Linked DNA regions of Macaca mulatta: region 1 is linked to region 2. Evidence: chromatin contacts called from public Hi-C data. All regions are on one chromosome and are shown on one strand. Each heading gives the region's core, a stretch centred on a gene start, on an enhancer-like site or on the middle of the called end of the contact. The rest is flanking DNA. Distances are from core to core; before and after follow the strand shown.

Region 1 (4,158 bases), core at 630-3,129, 270 kb before region 2:
GGTCTCGAACTGCTGGCCTCAATCGATCCACCCGCTTCGACCTCCCAAAGTGCTGGGATTATAGGCATGCACCATCATGCTCTGCTAATTTTTGTATTTTTAGTAAAGATGAGGTTTTATCATGTTGGTCAGTCTGGTCTCGAACCCCTGGCCTCAAGCGATCCACCCGCCTCGACCTCCCTAAGTGCTGGGATTACAGGCTCGAGTCACTGTGCCTGGCCTTTTCTGTTTTGTTTTGTTTTGTTTGTTTGTTTTTAGAGTGAAAGTTTATTAAAAAGCTTTAGAGTAGTAATGAAGGGAAGTAAAAGAAGAAAAGAACACCCGGAAGAAGGCCAAGCAGGTGACTTGAGAGACCAAGTGCCTGTCACCCGCTTCTTAAAGAGCAAGGAGAAATTAGCCAGGCTAAGTAAGAGGATGCGCCAGGATTGAGAATTCTCATGAGAGGGAATCACATGTACAAAGTCCTGAGGCAAAAGAGAATACTGCAAGTTTAGGTAATTAAAACAAAACAAAACAAAAAAATGTACCCCTGGCCAGGTGAGGTGGCTCACACCTGTAATCCCAGCACTTTGGAAGGCAAGGAAGAAGGATCACCTGAGGCTAGGAGTTCAGGATCATCCTGGGCAACACAGGGAGACCTTGCCTTTACAAAAAAAAAAAAAAGAAAAGAAAAAAGAAATTAGCCATGTTGTGGTGATGCGCGCCTGTAGTCCTAGCTACTCAGGAGGCTGAGTTGGGAGGATCCCTTGAACCCAGAAGTTCAGGGCTGCAGTGAGCTATGATCATGCGACTACACTCTGGCCTGGGCACAGAGTGAGATCCTGTTTCTAGCAAAACAGAAAAGAAAGTACCTCAAATTGCAGGGTTTAAAGAAAGTTTATTTAAACTTCGAACATCAACCAAAGGAAATTTTTTCTTAACTCAATTGTTAAAGATTTGCTTATCAATCTTCCAGAGGGTGGGAAGAGGAATCAGAGTTTTAGATTTCTGTGTTTCATCCCTGACCCCTCTGACTTTTTTTTTTTTCATTCCTTTGTTCATTCATTTATTCAGATACATATACATTGGACCTGTGCTAGGTGCCTACTAGATGGTGGTGAGTGAAACTGAAATAGTGCCCGCCCTCTGGGAGTTTGTAGGTGAGATGCGTGAGCGTGGGAAGACCAATAAAATATATAAATGTGTACTTATACAGTGAGAAAATGGCTAAGAAGTGTGCTATGATGGAAAACAGACAGGAAACTGCAAGGAAGGTCTGTCCAATCAGACCAGCATATCCCTGCAAAGCGACCACAGTCACGGTGGGTGGGGTGTGGGTGGTCTTACTCAACAGTCCTGCCCGTGTGCACACACATGCACACTCTATTTTGCTGGGAATCCGCAAGTGGGGGTGAAGACCTCACCTCAAAACCACCCCTTTTCAACCTGCGTAGGAAAGGACGGTGAAAACGGATTTTCACTGCAGCCCCAAAACCGGAAATGAGAAGCAATCTCCAGGTTCTAATAGTCCCACTTTTGGAAATAACTTATTTCTTTGAGTAATTAATTCCCTTAGACAAGGAAGATGCTAAAAACCAGCCCGACCCTGACATGTTCTAAGTGACATTTTCCAATCGCAAACACCCATTTTGGCGTTGGGTGGAGCAGTGAGGAGGCTCCGCGACGCACGCCATTGCTTTCACAATGTGTACGAGAGGAACTGTACATAAGAAAGCAAAGAAATAAGAAGGCCTGGTGGGTGCGGTCAGGATCGGCCGAGCTGCCCGGTCCCTCGGGCAGGAAAGACACGTCCTCGCAGCCTGGAACCTTGTGTGTCCGGCTCTGGCTGCCCGGGCCGCCGGCGGAAGCATTTCAGAGTGGAACCGCGAGAAGCCGCTTGTAAACAGAGCCGGGCCGGGATGGTCAGCGGCTGGGCTGGCTGTCACCGAGAGGCGGGCGGCGGGCTGCGGGAGCCAAGCCCCCGCCAGCAGCGGACTGCAGGCCCCGCAGGTGAAGGGAGAGTAGCAGCCGGCGCCCGGGTGAGCATCCGTCTGCTTCTGTGCTGCCTGGCCGGCCAGTTTGGGGGATGGGGTGGGGACGACAGCATTGTAAATATCTGAGCAGTTCCCGGGGTAGCGGTGATTTTGCTGTTTTTCCCATGCCCAGGTTTTTATTTCGTGCTGGAGATTGTACCACATTGCAGTGGCTAATGGGTGACGGGAGATTACATGATGCATTGTCTGCTTGTTTTTGTGAATCAGGTATATAATAGGAGGAGAAAGTAGTTGAAATAGTACGTGATCTCGTTGAGTGCGTTATTAGTACCCCTGCTATCCCCTCCTGGGGATTATAAAACCAAACCCCAGCAGAGCTTTTAACCTACATCAGACTGGGGCTTCCAGAAAACGATTGTTCTTTCTGTCGACTCTGTCCGTTTTTAACGTATAGTAAATGACACCACATGACTGATGACAAGCATGGTTTGATCTTGTAGGAAAGAATTATTAAGCTAAAAAATCAAGAGAAGGAAATCTCACACCCATCCCTTAAATAAAAATAAGTTACTACTGAGATATATATTTGGATGACAAATTGAGACTGGTCTGGATGTACACCTTGCAAAGCAAGACAAATTTGAATTTACCAGGTTAAGCTGAGATTGAGCCATGCTGTTGTAAACTTATTTAGAAGTTTATTTCTCTCCTTTTTTCTTCCTTGGAAGGGACCAGAGAGAAACAGCTGGATTTTTTTTCTTTGTATTTTAATTTAAGTAATGGTAGTGAGTTGTGATTTGTATTTATAAAGTATTTTATTATAAAATACTACATGTAAATTATAATTGGCATACTTAAAATACAAGGCACTTTTTGTTTGACTGACTTCAAGAAAATGCCTTAACAAAAGCTGGGCTATATATATATATATAGTCTCTAAAAATGTCAATTGACATTTGTAACCTTGGTCACATAGTCTTTTAGACAGGAGATGAATATTAAGTTAAATTGCACCTACAATAGATAGATATACATAGAAGAAATGATACTAATTCCTGATGAGTTTTTCTTTACAGTGAATATTTTTACACTGTCATGGTTTATAGCAAAAACTATAAAGCCAGACTCCTTCAGTTTGAATTCTTGCTTGGTCACTTCCTAGTTGTGTAATCTTGGGCAGTTTACTTAGCTCTTCTGTTTCCTGATCTGTAGAATGGGAATAATAACAGTATTGACCTCATTAGGGTTTTTATTATTGTTATTTTATTTTATTTTATTTTGAGACAGGGTCTTACTCTGTCACTCAGGCTGGAGTACAGTGGCATCATCATGGCTCACTGCAGTCTCGATTTCCTGGACTCAAGCGATCCTCCCACCTCAGCCTCCCGTGTGGCTGGAACCATAGGCACACGCCACCACAGCTGGCTAACTTTTGTACATTTGGTAGAGGCAGGGTTTTGCCATGTTGTCCAGGCTGGTCTTGAACTCCTGAGCTCAAGGCTTAGAACAGTACCTGGCATATAGTAATTGCTATATACATGTTTGTTAATAAATATATAAAATAAAAATATGCCAGTGTTGAAAATGGAATGGTGATTACCAGGGCCTGGAGGGAGGGAGGCAATGGAGGATTTGTTGTTTAGTGCTGCGGTCCCCAGCCTTTTAGGCACCAGGGACCAGAAGACCATTTTTCCACAGAGGGGGTGGCGTGGGGTCGGGGAGTAGAGGGAGGATAGTTTCAGGATGAAACTGTTCCACCTCAGATCATTAGGCATTAGATCCTCATAAGAAGTGTGCAACCTAGATCCCTCACATGCACAGTTCACAATAAGGTTTGCAAAAGAATCTAATGCTGCTGCCCATCTGTTAGGAGGCGGAGCTCAGACGGTAATGTGTGGCTGGTCCATTGCTCAGCTGCCGTGTCGCCCAGTTCCTAACAGGCCATGGACCAGTACTAGTCTGCAGGCATGGGGGTTGGGGACCCCTGGTTTAATGGGTATAGAGTTTCAGTTTTGCAAAATGAAAAGTTCTGGAAATTGGCTGCACAACAGTGTGAATGTACTTAACAATACTGAACTGTACACTTAAAAATGGTTAAGATGGGGCTGGGTATGATGGCTCAGGCCTGTAATTCCAGTGCTTTGGGAGGCTGAGGCAGGGGCATTGCTTGAACCCAAGAGTTGGA
Region 2 (4,317 bases), core at 1,178-3,677:
ATCTTTTGATGACCTCCTATCTCACCCTGTGACTTAGAATGTCTTCACCTCCTGGGAATGCAGCCCAATAGGTCTCAGCCTTATTTTACCCAGTCCCTATCCAAGATGGAGTTGCTCTGGTTCAAATGCCTCTGACAGAACCGTGTGAAATAACACAAATATTCTGGCTAAATTCCAGTGTGAGTGATTAACATTCTCCAACTTCAAATAATTTTTATTATTAGCCAACACTTGTCCATCCCCAGTAATACACACGTTGCATAAAGAGCACAGAATGAGATGGGCCTCCCTTGGCATGTTCATAGTCTGCACATACTTTCCACTGAGGGCTCCCCTTTCTTGCTCACTGTTATGCCCGCAACTTTTCAGCTCCCACTATTTTCAACCCTGGGAGGCTTCCTGACCCAGAGTGCCAAGTAATTCCAAAGCACAAGAGATAAAATGTGAACACCTGTAGAATTCCAGAGAATGAAAGACGTAAGGTATATTTATTCATTTATTTAATTATGTATTTTAGAGTGGGGGGTCTTGCTATGTTGCTCAGGCTGGTCTACAAATTCCTGGGTTCAAGCCATCCTCCCACCTCAGCCTCCCAAAGTGTTAGGATTACAGGCATGAGCCATGGCACCCGGCCTTTTAAACGTTTATTAATAGTTTTGATATCTGCGAAGTGATTGATATTTGTTCCTTTTTAACTTGGAGGCTGGGATTAATACACATGTTCTTCATTATTGCCCACAAAGCGTTGTTGATACGCAGGAGGGGAGTGGCACTTCCGCAATTTATTCTTCCAACCTGTGCCAATGGGATCCGGGACAGGAGATCGACAGTAACCCGCGGTTGATCTGGATCTAATCCAGTTAGTCCAGTCCCTATTCCTTCAAGTGTCCCCAGGCCCTCTTGCCTATTTTCGCCCTTTGCCCAGTGAAAGGAAGAGTTTGGGGAGAAGGAAACAATTTAAATCCTCTTCCTAGGCGTGTGAATGTATTTCAAGAATGCTAAATACCTCAGTCTTCCAATCTAATTACAATACATAGAAAAGAGGCATTTTTAGGACACTTAAAACTTGTAGCATAATTGCGCAACTGAAGAGCGCCGCCATGTCCCCGCCATCCGTGCGCCCTCCGACCCCCCACGGCGCGCGAGTGCGCGGCTTAGCAGCAGGCAGCCGGGGACTGGAGGGGACGGGGAGGCGGGCGCCGTGCCCAGCACAGAGCCCTGGGTTGGTATCGCTTCTCTCTGCGGGCGACTTCGGAACTGCCTGGGATTATAAACCACGACTAATAAAGGACTCACATCTTTCTGGGTCTTCTAAAGGCAGAAAGAAATCCACTTTCTTGTCACAACAAGAGTTTGTTAAGAGATGCAAAAGTAAAGGTCGAAGCCAGAGAGGCTGCGATAGTATGGGGGGAGGGGTGGCTACGATGGTGAATGCCGCTGCCCGACTACGTGGGTTCGAATCCCAGGGTTGCCATTTGGGCGGCGAATGGCAGGCGATCGGAATACGGAGGTGAACTTGCTTGCCGAGGTCGCCCTTTCTTGCGGGAACTACGACTAGCTCGGTTGCCTTGGCCAAGTCTGTCTCGGTTTCTTCACCTGTAGGGAATACCTGCCGCAGAATTGTTGTAAGGAGTGAGATCTTGTCTCAAGATGTAAACGGGCCGGGCGCGGTGGCTCAGGCCTGTAATCCCAGCACTTTGGGAGGCCGAGGCGGGCGGATCACGAGGTCAGGAGTTCGAGAGACAGCCTAACATGATGAAACCCCTTCTCTACTAAAAATACAAAAACTAGCCAGGCGTGGTGACGCGCGCCTGTAATCCCAGATACTCGGGAGGCTGAGGCAGGAGAATCGCTTGAACCCGGGAGGCGGAGGTTGCAGTAAGCCGAGATCGCGACACTGCACTCCAGCCTGGGCGACAGAGCAACTCCGTCTCAAAAAAAAGGATATAAACGATTAACACTTTGTTAGGCACACAGTAAAAGGCTCAGTAAGTATTCTCTCTTCTTTCACACAGTTCCAAGACAGTGCAGAAGGGAGACAGCCACGCCTAAGAATGATTCCTTGAGCAATTCTTTCAAAGAAGCACTGAACTCTGTAAGGACGCTTAGCTGCAGACAGAAAGGGCAGGGGCCCTGGGAGCAAAGGTGCGTAAGCCAGGACGTTACAGGAGCGAGTCTTGCACCCAGGGCGCCGGCAGAGAACTCCGGAGGGACTTCTGGCGAGGGCTTCCCGCCCGGGTTCCCAGAGCGGCATGATTAGCATTCGCCCCGCCTCCATCGCCTCCCGGTCTGCGATTGGTCAGCGCTCCTTGGCTGCCCGCTCCGGGCGGGGCCAGAGGGCGCCGGGGGAAAGGCCGAGCCCGCGGGGCAGTGGGCGGGGACGCGAGGAGAGCGTGGCTAGGCGGCCCACCAACCGCGCCCGGGCCTGAGGGGGCGGGGCCGGGGCGGGGCCTCCCGGCGGGCATTAGAAGCAGGTGACCCGGGCGGGGCGGGAGAGGGCAGCCAGCCTGCGGCCGTGAGTCCTCTGTGGTCGCCGCCGCGCGCGGTTCCGTGCTCGCCGGAGGTGGGCGAAAGGGTGCGAGAGCGCGGGGGAGGAGCCGAGCAGGGCACGTCCCGAGAGCGTCGCCACCGCCCCCAGGAGTCCACTGGAGCGCGGAGCCCCCTGCAGGGGAGGAGGCGAGCGGCGGGCGGGACGCGGCGGCCGGCGCGCACCATGCAGTCCCGGCCCGGCCAGCGCCGGCTGCTCGCGGTGCTGTGAGACAGAGGGGTCCCACGGCTCCCGCCTCCCGCCTTCCTTCCGCCCAGGTGCTGCCAGGCGCGCTCGCCCTCCGTCCGGCTCCCGGCCCCGGGGAGACCGCACGGCCTGCCCCTGCCCGGCTCCGTCTGGATCATGCGGTGGGCCCCCGAGGAGGAGAGGGCGAGTGACTGGCCTGCGCCGCGTCTGTTCTGGGGGCGCCCCCCTCTCTGAGTCGCCCCCACCTGCTGCCATGTGCCGCTGCCACGGGTACCCAGCCTGTCGCTAAACTTTCCCGGCGCCAGCCCGGCTCTGATTCGCGCTTCTCAGCGGAGTGACCCAGGGACGGAGGACCCAGGCTGGCTGTGGACTGTCTGCTTCTCTCGGCGGGATCCGTGGAGGTGAGAGCCTTCCATTTCTCTCTGTTCTTCTCCCGGTTCCTGTGCCCTTTTCCGGGAAGCTGAGGGTTCTGGTCTCCGGGCACTGCCTGGAGGGCCCAGCTTGGAAAGAAAGGGTGGGGGAGTCAGTAGTTTGGTTCCAGGAGGCGGAGCGGGGAGGAAAGGAAAGGGGTTAACTTAGAGATTTGGAGACCGCTCGCGGGGACCGAACCGTTGACGCCCCTCCAACAGGGAGTGGTTGCAATCTTTCTTCTCCCCCTTCTTTTTTAAAGAGTCCTTTCCCTGGGATCCGAGCCCTCACCGTCTCTCCTCAGCCCTATCCGGCGAGAAGCGGAGCGCTGCCAGCGGAGGCAGCGTCTTCCCGAAGCAGTTTATCTTTGGACGAATTTTTTTTTAAAGGAAAAAGCAACCAACAGGTTGCCAGCCCCGGTGCAACACACGAGACGCCGGAGGGAGAAGCCCCGGCCCGGATTCCTCTGCCTGTGTCGGTCCCTCGCGGGCCGCTGGAGGCGAGGGGAGGGAGGGGGCGATGGCTCGACCTGACCCGTCCGCGCCGCCCTCGCTGCTGCTGCTGCTCCTGGCGCAGCTGGTGGGCCGGGCGGCCGCCGCGTCCAAGGCCCCGGTGTGCCAGGAAATCACGGTGCCTATGTGCCGCGGCATCGGCTACAACCTGACGCACATGCCCAACCAGTTCAACCACGACACGCAGGACGAGGCGGGCCTGGAGGTGCACCAGTTCTGGCCGCTGGTGGAGATCCAATGCTCGCCGGACCTGCGCTTCTTCCTATGCTCCATGTACACGCCCATCTGTCTGCCTGACTACCACAAGCCGCTGCCGCCCTGCCGCTCGGTGTGCGAGCGCGCCAAGGCCGGCTGCTCGCCGCTGATGCGCCAGTACGGCTTCGCCTGGCCCGAGCGCATGAGCTGCGACCGCCTCCCGGTGCTGGGCCGCGACGCCGAGGTCCTCTGCATGGATTACAACCGCAGCGAGGCCACCACGGCGCCCCCCAGGCCTTTCCCAGCCAAGCCCACCCTTCCAGGCCCGCCAGGGGCGCCGGCCTCTGGGGGCGAATGCCCCGCTGGGGGCCCATCCGTGTGCAAGTGTCGCGAGCCCTTCGTGCCCATCCTGAAGGAGTCACACCCCCTCTACAACAAGGTGCGGACGGGCCAGGTGCCCAACTGCGC

The links. A called contact is a pair of places that touch in the nucleus more often than the background predicts.
Region 1: a contact with region 2 is called in a Hi-C map of fetal cortex germinal zone, with 1.6 times the contacts expected there. The contact joins the promoter of PLEKHM3 here to the promoter of FZD5 in region 2. A contact is called at or near these places in 3 of 14 Hi-C or Micro-C datasets (blood, fetal cortex germinal zone and fetal cortical plate).

What each region holds. Positions count from the first base shown.
Region 1 is chr12:113,295,351-113,299,508 of T2T-MMU8v2.0, reverse strand. PLEKHM3 (pleckstrin homology domain containing M3) reads left to right here and starts at 1,879. Exons shown (of 9, transcript XM_077957431.1): 1 at 1,879-2,018.
Region 2 is chr12:113,029,128-113,033,444 of T2T-MMU8v2.0, reverse strand. It overlaps FZD5 (frizzled class receptor 5), which reads left to right and starts at 2,427. Exons shown (of 2, transcript XM_015110810.3): 1 at 2,427-3,135; 2 at 3,405-4,317. The coding sequence starts at 3,662.